Linked DNA regions of Mus musculus: region 1 is linked to region 2. A link is a contact called in public promoter capture Hi-C data. All regions are on one chromosome and are shown on one strand. The core of a region is the stretch at or near the end of the contact, and the rest is flanking DNA. Distances in the headings are between cores, read along the strand shown.

Region 1 (5,829 bases), core at 3,223-5,722, 2.8 Mb before region 2:
TGTGGGTGCTGGGACTCGAGCTTGAGTCCTCTGTAAGACCAGAAACCACTCCTAAGCACCAAGCCACCTTGTTAGCCACCCCTCCAAAGGGGTTTCTAATGCTTGTATGCCACAACACTAAAGTTAATAGACCCAAAGATGGCTTTCCATGTTACTTAGCAAGCACACTTCGTGTCTTGGAGTTTCCAAAGGGAAAACCATAATTTCACACAGGGCCCAAGTGATTGATACTATCTTAGCTTCAAACCCTGTCCCACTGGGACCTAATCAAAGGGCTCACTTCACCCCGTCTCTCATAGCCCCTCAGTGTATTCCAATGCTATCTCCACTTTACATACAAGGAGGCCAAGTCTGGGGTAGGTTAAGGAATGTACCAGGGAGCCTGGCACAGTGGCACAGAACTTTAATCCAGTGCTTGGGTAGCAGGGTCTGATGGACCCCTGTGATCCACCAGTCAGCCCGATCTATAGAATGAGACAAATTCCCTACTCAGAGAATACTGGGACCTAAGAGAGAACTGATCCATATTGTGGGGTCCTGACTTAGAAACAGAGATCAAACCTGTGGAGTCTCAGACCACTTCACTCTGTGTTTCTGAAGTGGAAGGTTCTGGAACAACACTGCCCAGCTACATCCAGGGTGCTTAACCAACTTTGTTTTGAGAAGTTACATTACCAGTCTATGTTTCAATTTCCTTAAACACTTGGTCAAAGCAACTACTCCTTTTCCAGGTTCTGCTCATTAGTGAGAGACTGAAATAAAAAATTGTATGTGCATGCATGTGTGTGTGTGTGTACGTGCATGTGTGCATACACACCTGCATGTGGGATGTATATGTATGCTTAAGAGTACATGTGTATGTGCACATGTGGTGTGTGTGTACAATGTTTGGTGTGTGCGCAATGTGCTGTGTGTGTGAGCACACATGCTTGCACACACCTGGAACAGTACTTGGCGTTTTGAAAAGCACTGGAACATATTACTTACTCCTCTGTTATATTTGGCTTTGGGCCACTTGATGTCTGATGCCACATCTGATTTTGTTCTGACAGCCTGATGTATGAACTTCTTTGCTCCACAGAAGGGGAAACCAACAGCCACCCAGGAGACCCACAGGGAGTGTGCAGCGTGACCCTGCAGGGCCTCACTGCATCTTTAGGTGTACACTATGAGACAGCTGACAGTGCTGGCTTTGGGGTGACTTCCTGGCACATCTGGACTGAAGGGAGAAAAGAAAGCTCTCAGAAGGAATTAGTAGAGTAAAGGGAGAGAGGGCACACTACTCTCTAGATAGCCTGTAATGATGTGGAAGGTTTTGAGGGGGTAGCCTCCATTGTCTCTTTCTCAGACATGCACATGTGGCTACTAACTTGCAGAATTGCAAGACAATTGTTTTCTCCTTCACAAACTGGACACCTGGATTCAGGTCCAAACATTTTCATTTCATCTTTCCATGCCTTTGGACCACCCAAACTTTGGCACATAATTTGAATTTCCAAGACTCGCAGGTGTGTTATGGGTCTGAAACAGTTACTCAACTGGCCACACATGGGGGTTGGTCATGGGAGTTGAGGAGACTGCATCTGTGCTGGTGACTGGATCTCACCCCAGAAATGTTGACAGAATTGCTCCGGGGGTGGGGGTGACCTCAATAACAGGACTTTCTAAATCGCCTGGTGTTTCCAATATGAAGTTCACAACAAACAAGCAGAAATCCTGAGTGTGTCTGCTGTGTCTGAGGCGAGTTCTCAAAACCATCTCTTCACGTTTCCTTAGCAGCAATTGCGTGCTCAAAGCTCATTCCTAAAGGCTTCCTTAGTTTCTGAGGTTAGCTCAACAACTCCATTTCTACCACCCACCCTGACACATTCTTCTGTCAAAAACCTCTCTGCTTTCAAAACAAATGACTCAGCCCAGCCAATCAGCCAGCTCCTTATCTCGATTTAGTTCCTCTTCATTGATTGGATGGACACACAATGCCCTCCTGGAGATGCCAATGAAATAAATCGAGCGGATGGATGATCTATTGTTTAGCCTCCAGTCTGGGAGCAGGGTCCCCCCCCCCACACACACACACATAAACCTCTCGAGACCACGTGCAATAGCTCACTGCCTAAAGCCTCAGCTCTCTCAGGCAGACCTTACACACTCTCTCCTACCTATGTTTGTGGGATGACACCCCTCTGCCACCTCCATTATTCAAATCAGGAGATGTGGCATCAGCCAGAGGCTGCTTCCCAGCCCCGTCTCCCGGACATTCTCCTGCAGCCACGGTGTCCACAGGAGCTTCCCACACTGGGCGCATTCTCTTTCACCTTTGCCTTAAATACCCTATTTTTCTTCCACTTCAAACTGGTACAGCTTTTACTTACCTTTAAAACTCCAATTTGGATGTTCTCTCCTGCAGCTCGTCCGTCTATCCTGCCTTCCCTCTCCTACCCCATCTTCTCCCCTGCAGCTCATCTATACTGCCTTCCCTCTCATACCCCAGCCCCCCCCCCCATTGTGATGGTTGGGTCCAGCATTTACCACGATGCACTGGGTTCCTTTGAAGAAGGGTTTTTAAAAGTTTATCTTTTTATAACCAACTCCTTGCAAAGGGGCAAGAGCTCGGCAGAGGCAAACTGAGTTGCTGGATTGAGCGAGTCCAAGTCTCTGCCTTCCTAGCTATACCAATCCATTTTCAAAACACCTCAAGAAAATGAAGACAAGCCTTTCCCCCTTCATCACTGCATAGAAGCTTATGTGTATTCATCTACCATGCTAAAATCTTAACAAGAGAACATTAATTTGTTTGCCTGTATGTGTAGATTATGAGCAAACACCATAAATCTGCAATAACACAAGAAATGTCTCATCTCTGGACACAATATTTTCCAAGGAAGGGAGCCTGTTTGGTGGCTGGAAGAATGAAAGGATTTGAAGGGGTAAAAAAAAAAAAATCTTTTGCTGCTTGGGTTCCTGGGTTAGGGTAGCCTGGGGGACAAGGAAAGGAAGATCACCCGGTTACCTTCTCGGGAGCAGCCAGCTGCAAATGATTAACCTCCAAGGGCGTGATGAGAGGGACGGTCTGGAAACCATCCTCCACGGAAGGCGGCTTGGCCCCCTTCTCTCCAGGGTTGCTGTTCAGCTTCACCATGCTTCTGCTTTTATTCCAGACCTAAGGCAAGCAGCAGGATTCTGGTTACAGTGGGAATGTGAGGGGCTGAGGACGGTCTGAGACAGCTCAACTGCAGCAGCATTCAACCTGGCAACAGCCATCAATCTCCCACTAGATTTCCTGACATGATTCCCATTGTCCGGGGAAACTTCATTAATCATCAGAATGTGCTAACTGCTCACCGAGTTCACCAACCCTCGAATTAGGGAGCCCCTCCCAAACCCCCAAACCCCCAAACCAAAAAACCCCCAAAACCTCAGACCTTCATTTTTTTTTTAAATGAGCTTAAAAAAAATACCAAGAAACTGTGGCTAACATATCCCTAGAGCCCCACTGGCAAGATTGTTCTTAGCACAAAAGGAAACTCCATTATTCTGGGCCCCCTGCAGTAAGATACATTTCATCTCACCACCCACATCGCTATTTTGCCTTTTCTTCACCAATCTCTAAAACACAATTAAATACAGTCAATCTCTCTCTCAAGACCCCCCTCTCTCTCTCTCTCTCTCTCTCTCTCTCTCTCTCTCTCTTTTACATAATATGTAGATTGTACACGAGACCCAGGTTTCTACATCAGAAAGAGGCTGGCTTGAACCTGATCTCCTTATTCAGCCATGAAATAGCTCCATTTCCTCAATAGCCAGGGCCTTCCTTCCTTCCTTCCTTCCTTTCTTTCTTTCTTTCTTTCTTTCTTTCTTTCTTTCTTTCTTTCTTTCTTTCTTTCTTTCTTTCTTTCTTTCTTTCTTTCTTTCTTTCCTTCTTTCTTTCCTTCCTTCCTTCCTTCCTTCCTTCCTTCCTTCCTTCCTTCCTTCCTTCCTTCCTTCCTTCTTTCTTTCTTTCTTTCTTTCTTTCTTTCTTTCTTTCTTCCTTCCTTTCTTTCTTTTCATGGAAAGTTAGCAGCCCCCATATTGCAAGATTGCCAACTAAATAAACAAATCACATTATTTCCCTCCAGTTCCCTTTGAACTCAAGGATTGATTTCACCGCACCCTCAAAAGCCCTGCACAACTGAATTTCTCCTGTCAATCCGGCTGGTGGGACGTAATTAGACAAACGGAGTTGTGGGGATGACAGGGTGGTAAGGGCTGGGAGGGTGCTGGGGAGTGGTTACAACAAAAACAAATGCCTACTTACTGTGCGGCACTGGTGGGGGTCAGAGCAGAGTCAAGCCAATATGTAGAGGAGGAGGACAAACAGGAGTCCTCCCTCCTCAGCCAGAGCGTGGTGCTGAAAAAAGCAGCCCTCGCGTGCCTGGATCCGGAGCTTCTGAGAACGAGGCGCCAGCGCGCAGAGAAGATCTGGCAGCTGCCAGCCTGCTCGCCAGCTCGCGCCTCCCACCGGGGACGGCTCCCACACCACCTGTCATCTGGCACCACCTGCTGTTTCTCATGCATGGCCACAACCCCTGCATAGGACAAACGTTTTAAAGAAAAGTGGAAGGAATTTTGGTTATTCCAAAAACAGTAATGTGGCTTATAATTTTTTTTACAATAATGTAAAATGCAATTCTTGAGTCTTTGGTGGAAACTGAAAAAGCAGGCACTTTGTTTTTTGTTTTGTTTTGTTTTGTTTTAGGAGAAGGGCTCCCCTCTTGCTAAAGCTTCCCTAACAATACTGTAAAACTCAAAACACCTGCTCTGGGTTAGAAGAGAAAGTAAACTGGTAGTTACTTTCCATTTCCTGTGCTGTTACACCTTTCTGGTCTCTTTCAAGCTACTGCCCTCTTTTGTAAACTGTGGTTTCTAACAAAGACTGGGAAATGGGGTGGCTTGCACTGTGAACACACCTGCATAAACTGCAGACAGTGCATAGACTTGACCTGTCTAAGGTCACAGAACTGGAAAAGGCCAGAACTGGGACTTGATCCCTGACTCTTGTCCCCAAAATCCATATCTAGGTCAAGACGTTAAATAACATCCAGTTTGCTGACCAGAGTAAGAAGGAGTGGAGAGGCAGTGTCAGCCGGACCAAACTGGCTGGGTGGGTCTGACACATTTTCAGCCACTCCCTGAGCCTCTGCTGCCTTGCCTTTGATGGAGGATAACAGCACTTGCAGAATGAGATGGCAGGGAGTACGGGAAGAGAATGTACCCATGGAAACACATCTGACTTGTGAGAGATGCTCTGAACGCCTATTTCAACCACAGGGATGATTGAGCCCACTGCCAGTGACTTCTCCCAGCTGTGGCTCAAATCACTGTTCATCAACAGCTGCAGTACTGACTGAGTGGTTCACTTTGATTTAAAAAATATTTGTTCTGTGTGGAAAAAAAAAAATCACCCTAGCTAGTGTCTATGTGTTACAAGGCACAGAAACGCGTGTGTCTTCTGTATTGTTCGGGCATGAAATGTGTGTAAGGGTTTTTGAGACCATGAAGGCTGTCATCTATCAGCACCACACAGGGCAGTGTTAAATGGTGATGTATATGTGTGAGAGGGAAGTATTCTAAGAAATATTGGTTTTCCTTCCCCTTCTTTCCAAAGACCTAAATGACTGCCAAATTCATGCATGGCACGAGACCAGCACAGTATAGCCAGCAACCACAGGTTCAATTGTGAACATGTATATTTCAGATCCTAACGCTGCTGCCCTAAGAGTCAAAGAAATCCCCTCTGATAGTTCATGGCTGATTGACAAGGAAAAGCCACACTTTTCAAGACAGAGGTCC
Region 2 (5,866 bases), core at 574-3,073:
CTTTGTCACATAAATAATACATCCTGGATCACAGATGAAGTTTTCAAATTAAAGATAAACAACTACTTGCCTGCTGTTTCTGATATGCAGTGTTTGGATTTATCTTTGACTCTAAGAGTAGCGATCCTGAAAGAGTAAAAAAAAAAAAAGTCTGAAATTATAAAACCTTCAGTAGCACACATCTAGTAAGCATTTCATGTCTTCTCACCAGATGAACATCTGAAGCTACAAATGTATTTTAATTCATATTTTCTAAATAAAGACTACATGGTTAACTTAGACTGTTTCATCCTACCTCCATATGTCCTCAGAAGGAAGGAAATGTGAAATCAATATTCAGACTATGAGGTAACTAAAACCTTTAAGGTCTAATTGACCATTTGAAGACTAAACTTTAACAAAAGCTGTTTCACTGAATTTCCTGTCTAACAAAACAAATTACAAGGACCCCAGAGAGACTTACCATACAAATGATATTTATCCTTTTCCTTTGACAAACCCTCCTCTTCATAATGTAGAAATAAATGCCTCTTAACTCCTAATGAGGGACTCTGCACTAGTACAACATTTGCCCAAAATGATCTAAGATTGCTATTCTTTTATTTCTTGAATGCATTAGCTGTTCCAGTTGGGCAGCTCTTGAGTATATATAAGTAGTAGCTTTTTTATTATGGCTGTCAGTTTTTAATATTAAAATGGTTTCTATGAATTCTGCAATCAACAAATACAACTTCACAGTCCGCTTTAGTTTTCTAACTTGCCGAGATTGTGGAACCCACTTTTTCACTCCCTACAACGGCAGCCTTGGAGGGATCAATCAATAAATATGTACGTGCTTGTGTGTTTCGTGGCAACAGTCTGTAGTAACTCCAAGAGAAAGTCCGTTTTAGTTTTCCCCAGCACCTGGCGATTGGAACAACTGAAACTTGTTTTTAAGGCAGAGTTTCTCTAAACCTTTTATGCTACATAGGTACAACCGACAGGACTGTACCTAAAGCGGCTCGGGAGTCGGGGGTCATCTCATGGGCGATATTCCTACCTGGTCTTCTACTGACTTCCCACTCATACATTCTAAACCTCAACTACCGGGTTGGGATGGGGGGGTGGGGGGGGGGGGAGAAGGAGTCAAATCCTCAATAGGGATGGAGGCGGAGAACTGCGAGTTCACGTCTGACAGAGAGTAAATCCAGGCCCAGCAGTTTGTTTTTATCGTAAAGAAGGGCAGGCTCAAGACCAATGCGCTGTCCCTAGTGGTGCTAGTCAGAATACAGTACCGGAGCGCAGCGCTTAACCCTCAGGTTGTGCCGCAACCGATGCACTATCCCCTACCCCACCGTTCCAATACCCTTACCGTCGGACTCGGCACGAACCAGCAGCGACATCCCCTTGAGCTCCTCTACGTAAGTGGAGGAGACGTGCCCGGTGCCTCGGTCGTCCCATTGCCGGTCTTCGTTAAGGGTATAGACCTTCACTCGCCTCCGTGTATCCGACATGGTGGCTTCTGGCCCCACCGTTCCAGCCGCCACCTCCTCGCTCACCTCGCCGGTATCCCTCACTCTTGAGAGCCGGTAGTGGCGGCAGCGGCGGTGGTGGCAGCGACTCTGGAGAGGCCCGAGTTTACCATGGCTCTAAAGGTTTAGCCGCGAGAAGGGGTGACCAGAGCCACCGAGAGCCCTCCGCTCGTGGTCTCCGCTACCCCTCCCTTCACCGCGGCGCACAACCACTCTCCCTTCCTTTTGCGTCCCGGAGCTCGCTCGCTCTCCCGCTGCCGCCGCCCGCCGCGGTTACTACTACAGATCCGCCATCTTGTAACCCGACTCTCTGCCTTTCTCTTCCTCTTCCAGCAGGTTCGTACGGGCTGCCCTAGCAGGGGCTACGGCGGCCGACGAGCCCAACGCACAGTACCTTTACCTCCGAACACACTTCCGGAGAGTCAGACCTCGGCGATCTCGCGAGGAGTGCGCCGCCGAGGTGAGCCGGCCAAGGAGGGACTTCCTCCTCTTTCGGCCCCGCTTCCTGATTCGGGAATCTCAGTTGGGCGGGGAAGTCCCGCGAGCTTTTCTACCTGCGCCGGGAGGAAGCGTGTGTAGAAGGTTGCCTTGGCGATGGAGTTGCCGAGTTGTTCTTCGGGATTTGTAGGGCTGATGTTGGTCATGTGGCGGGTTGTCAACTCTGGACTTGCTCTCAGCAGAACAGAGCCAGGCTGAGAAGTCCGAATGCGTGCACAGGACTAGAGTGAAGCCAAGTGTAGGGACTCAGGCTGACAGCCCGAAAAGGACTGAGACGGGGTGAGGGTGTTCGAGTCATTCGTGAAGACGATGGGAGGTCGAGCCTTCACCCACTAAAATCCGTTATAGAATCTGCGAGGCTTCTGCCGGGAAGGTGTTCCATGGCCACGATGAGCAGTGGGCGATCTAATGTTCCACAAACGCGTTGACAGTTCCTATTTCCCGCCGAAGCGTTCTTCCGTTAGCCGGGTACCACGGACCATTAAAAGGTTCAGAGAGACCGGCGGCAGCGACGAGGCAAGCACAGGCGTACAGCCTCACAATCCTCGGGGAGCTCTCAGCTTCATGTGCCGCAAGAACGGTTTCCAGCGTGAAGTTAACGTCGCTCAGAGCGTGACGCTCGCCCGAAGGCATCCGCTCCCAGCGTAGTTCTGCCGCCTCTCCGTTCTCTTATATGGTCCCTCAACTCTTGGCTCTAACCTGAAAGGTGAACACGGGGCAGGTGCACATGTTGATCCCGCGGTGTATTTCGGGAGTTGTAGTCATCACCATGCTTGTCAAAGTGTGCTTATGATTTGACGAGGTTAGGCGGCAACTCATGTTTAAAAGGGTGTCTTATGTACATAGTCGCTTGATTGAAAAGGATTTCAAAATTTGAACTATCATTGCGATTCTTTAAATGTATGAGGGACCAAGAAAATTAGCCTGGTCTGCTGTCATTTGCCTGTAACGACTGCATATGGAAATTGCAGCCTATGGTATGTAACAGGATTCTGCCTATGATAAAAGGACGTGAATCACTATACATAAGTCCCTGATAATCTGTGACTGATATGGACAAAATGTACTTTGAACCAGGGAAAATATGACTTGTTTGGGGAAGGCCATAGAAAGCTTTCCAGAGTCAGTGTTTTAGCCCAATGTTAGAGGACACCCAAGGATTTGTCTAAGCATCCTTTTCATTGCCCACTCTAAAGGAGAAAAGAACGTTGGCAAGAGCACTGGATAGATCCTGGAAGCCCACTCAGCCTTTAGGACAGAAATTTCAGGTGCCCAGAGCATTCTCTGTAGAATGTTTTGGTCAGGGTCCATCCAGCTTATGCTGTAGTCTGGAAGCATCACTGTGCCATAGCCATACCTTCCCCCAGAGTCTTTTACAAGGAAACTACAACTCCAAAAGGTTGTAGCCCAAATGAGCCCCTGATGTCCTTGATCTTTACAAGTAATACCTTTATATGTGAAAAAATTAAAATGGCAAAGAACTTCTGCAATGCAAGGTAAGTCTCTTCAGCTCCCGCTTCCCGCTATTCTCCAGAAAACAGTGACTATATCACTCCCCACTAGATCCCCTCTCATTCTCACTGTGTGTGAGGTTAGACTGGGGGCAGTTCCTTGGTGTGTGTCCTATACATTTGTACATTTGATTTAATGCTGCTATCATCATCTAAAAATGTTAAGTAATTTTTGAACATTGTTTTCTTTCCACTAGGTTTTATGCTGTATTTTGTTTTAGAAATAGTTTAGCATGTGCAAATGTGTGTGTAAATATACTGTAGTTGTCTTTTGATGATTTAAATGACTGTTTCCAGGACTCAAATCCATCCCAATATCTGTATGATGAAGTCTTTCATATAAAATGGCATATGTTTTGCTTATAACCTATAAGGTCCTGCAGAATAATTTGTATCATTTTTGGATTATATTACTATAATACTTTATATAGTTATATTACAATACAAATGCCACACATTTTTAAAAAAGATTTTTATTGCGTGTGTTTTTGTATGTGTGTGGTTACCAGAAGGTTTTGGATGCTCTAGAACCAGAGTTATAGTTGTGAATAGCCAGATGGGTTCTCCACCAGAATTCTTTAACTGCTGAAACATCTCATCACTGCCATAGAAGCTTTTAAAAAATGAGATTTATTCATTTGGTGAAGGGAGGGGCTGTGCTACAACATAGTGTAGAAGTCAGTCCTAGAAGTCAAAGTCAGGTTGTCAGTCTTGGCGGCAAGCACATTAGAACCCTTTCTCCTACCTGACACAGGTATTTTTGCAGGAGGAAAAAAAATGCAGAAAACAAAAAACAAAAAACCCTCCCTTAAGCCATATGAGTTTGGTAGAATTCATGTATATAATATGTATGTATGTATGTATATTGTTACCACTTTCAGTTCTCTGATGACCTTCTCTGAGAATGATTGTGTGTGTGTGTGTGTGTGTGTGTGTGTGTGTGTGTGTGTGTGTGTATTTATAGAAAGGCTTACAGCCTATGGTCTAGCTAGTCCAATGGCTCTCTATGAATGGAAGGTCCAAGAATCTAGTAATTTAGTCTATGAGGCTGTATGTCTCTATGACTCTGTTGGTCTTCAGTATATGGCAGAATCTGAAGAAGTAGGCTCCAGTGAAGGAATGGACTTGCCAGTGAGATCAAGAGTAGGAACAAGTAAAGAGAGCAAACTTCCTTCTTCCATGTCCTTTACATAAGCTGCCAGGCAAGGTGTGGCCCAAATTAAAGGTGATCTTCCCACTTCAAATAATTTCATTAAGGAAAAAAAAATCCCTGTGTACCCAGGTTACTGTCTTAGTTGGAGTTTTATTGCTGTGAAGAAACACGAACACCACAACAATAATTGGGGAAAACATTCATTGGGGCTGGCTTACAGCTTAGAAGTTCAGTCTATTATCAACATGGCAGAAGCCTGGCAGCACACAAGTATACATGGTGCTGGAAAGGTAGCTGAGTGTTCTACATCTTGATTCACAGGCAGCAGGGAGAGAGAATGTGCCACTGGGCCTAGGTTGGGCTTTTGAAACTCCAAAGCCTAACCCCAAGGCCATACATATTCCAACAAGGGCACAAGTCCTACTATTTTCAAATAGTGCCACTTCCTGTTAGCCTATGGGGGCCATTTTCATTCAAAGCAGCACAGGAACCTATCCAATTGCTTGGGTTTTAGTTAATTCCAGATTTAGTCAAGCTGACAACCATGAATGGCCATCACAGGTTGTATACTAAGGCAAGAAAACAAGCAGTAAGATTGTTTTTGCGGAATGGTTTTAGTGTCTGACACAATGTGGCCTCTTTTTGCTGACAATAACCATGTTGCCTGTGCAAAATTTCAGGCACCTAAAAAATATGGAGGAAATAACTAGAGACTGAAATTGAGGTATTTAGGATATTTCAGAGACTAAATCTAGGTCCCAAGTGATAGACTTGAGCTTATTTCTTGCAATTTTAAGGGTAGATATAGGACTTGAGGTACGTGGAGCTCCATTTTATATTTTAAAGATATCTGAATGCTCAGGCTAGTCTTGGCTATGTAACCAAGGCTTTTGTTGGGAAAACCGAAGCCTTAAAATGTGGTTGAGAGCCCCTTAGTGATTTTGGGATTGTAGACTTTTGGACCCTCAGACCTTGTAGATGCAGCTCATGAATCCTTATAAAAGCAAGCACTTTCTTTCCTTTACTACTTATTTATTTTCTCTCTAGCTCTGAAACCATGGTAACTAGGTTTAAATCTATGGGAACTGCTTGGAAGATTACACACCAAAGGACCTAAAATCAGCCAGAATGTTGAGTTGGGAAGTCACATTACACCTGGAATTAGATTTTCAGTGTGCAGCTAAGAGGCTTCG

What was found. Promoter capture Hi-C pulls out the DNA fragments that hold promoters and counts their contacts.
Region 1: a promoter capture Hi-C map of the C10 cell line shows a contact between it and region 2, with 5 times the contacts expected there. The contact joins the promoter of Nsg2 here to the promoter of Ppp4r3b in region 2. A contact is called at or near these places in 2 of 39 promoter capture datasets (the C10 cell line and pre-B cells).

Annotation. Positions count from the first base shown.
Region 1 is chr11:31,999,062-32,004,890 of GRCm38.p6, reverse strand. Nsg2 (neuron specific gene family member 2) reads right to left here and starts at 4,472. Exons shown (of 5, transcript NM_008741.4): 1 at 4,295-4,472; 2 at 3,011-3,160. The coding sequence starts at 3,139.
Region 2 is chr11:29,168,933-29,174,798 of GRCm38.p6, reverse strand. It overlaps Ppp4r3b (protein phosphatase 4 regulatory subunit 3B), which reads right to left and starts at 1,823. Exons shown (of 16, transcript NM_134034.3): 1 at 1,352-1,823; 2 at 71-126. The coding sequence starts at 1,493.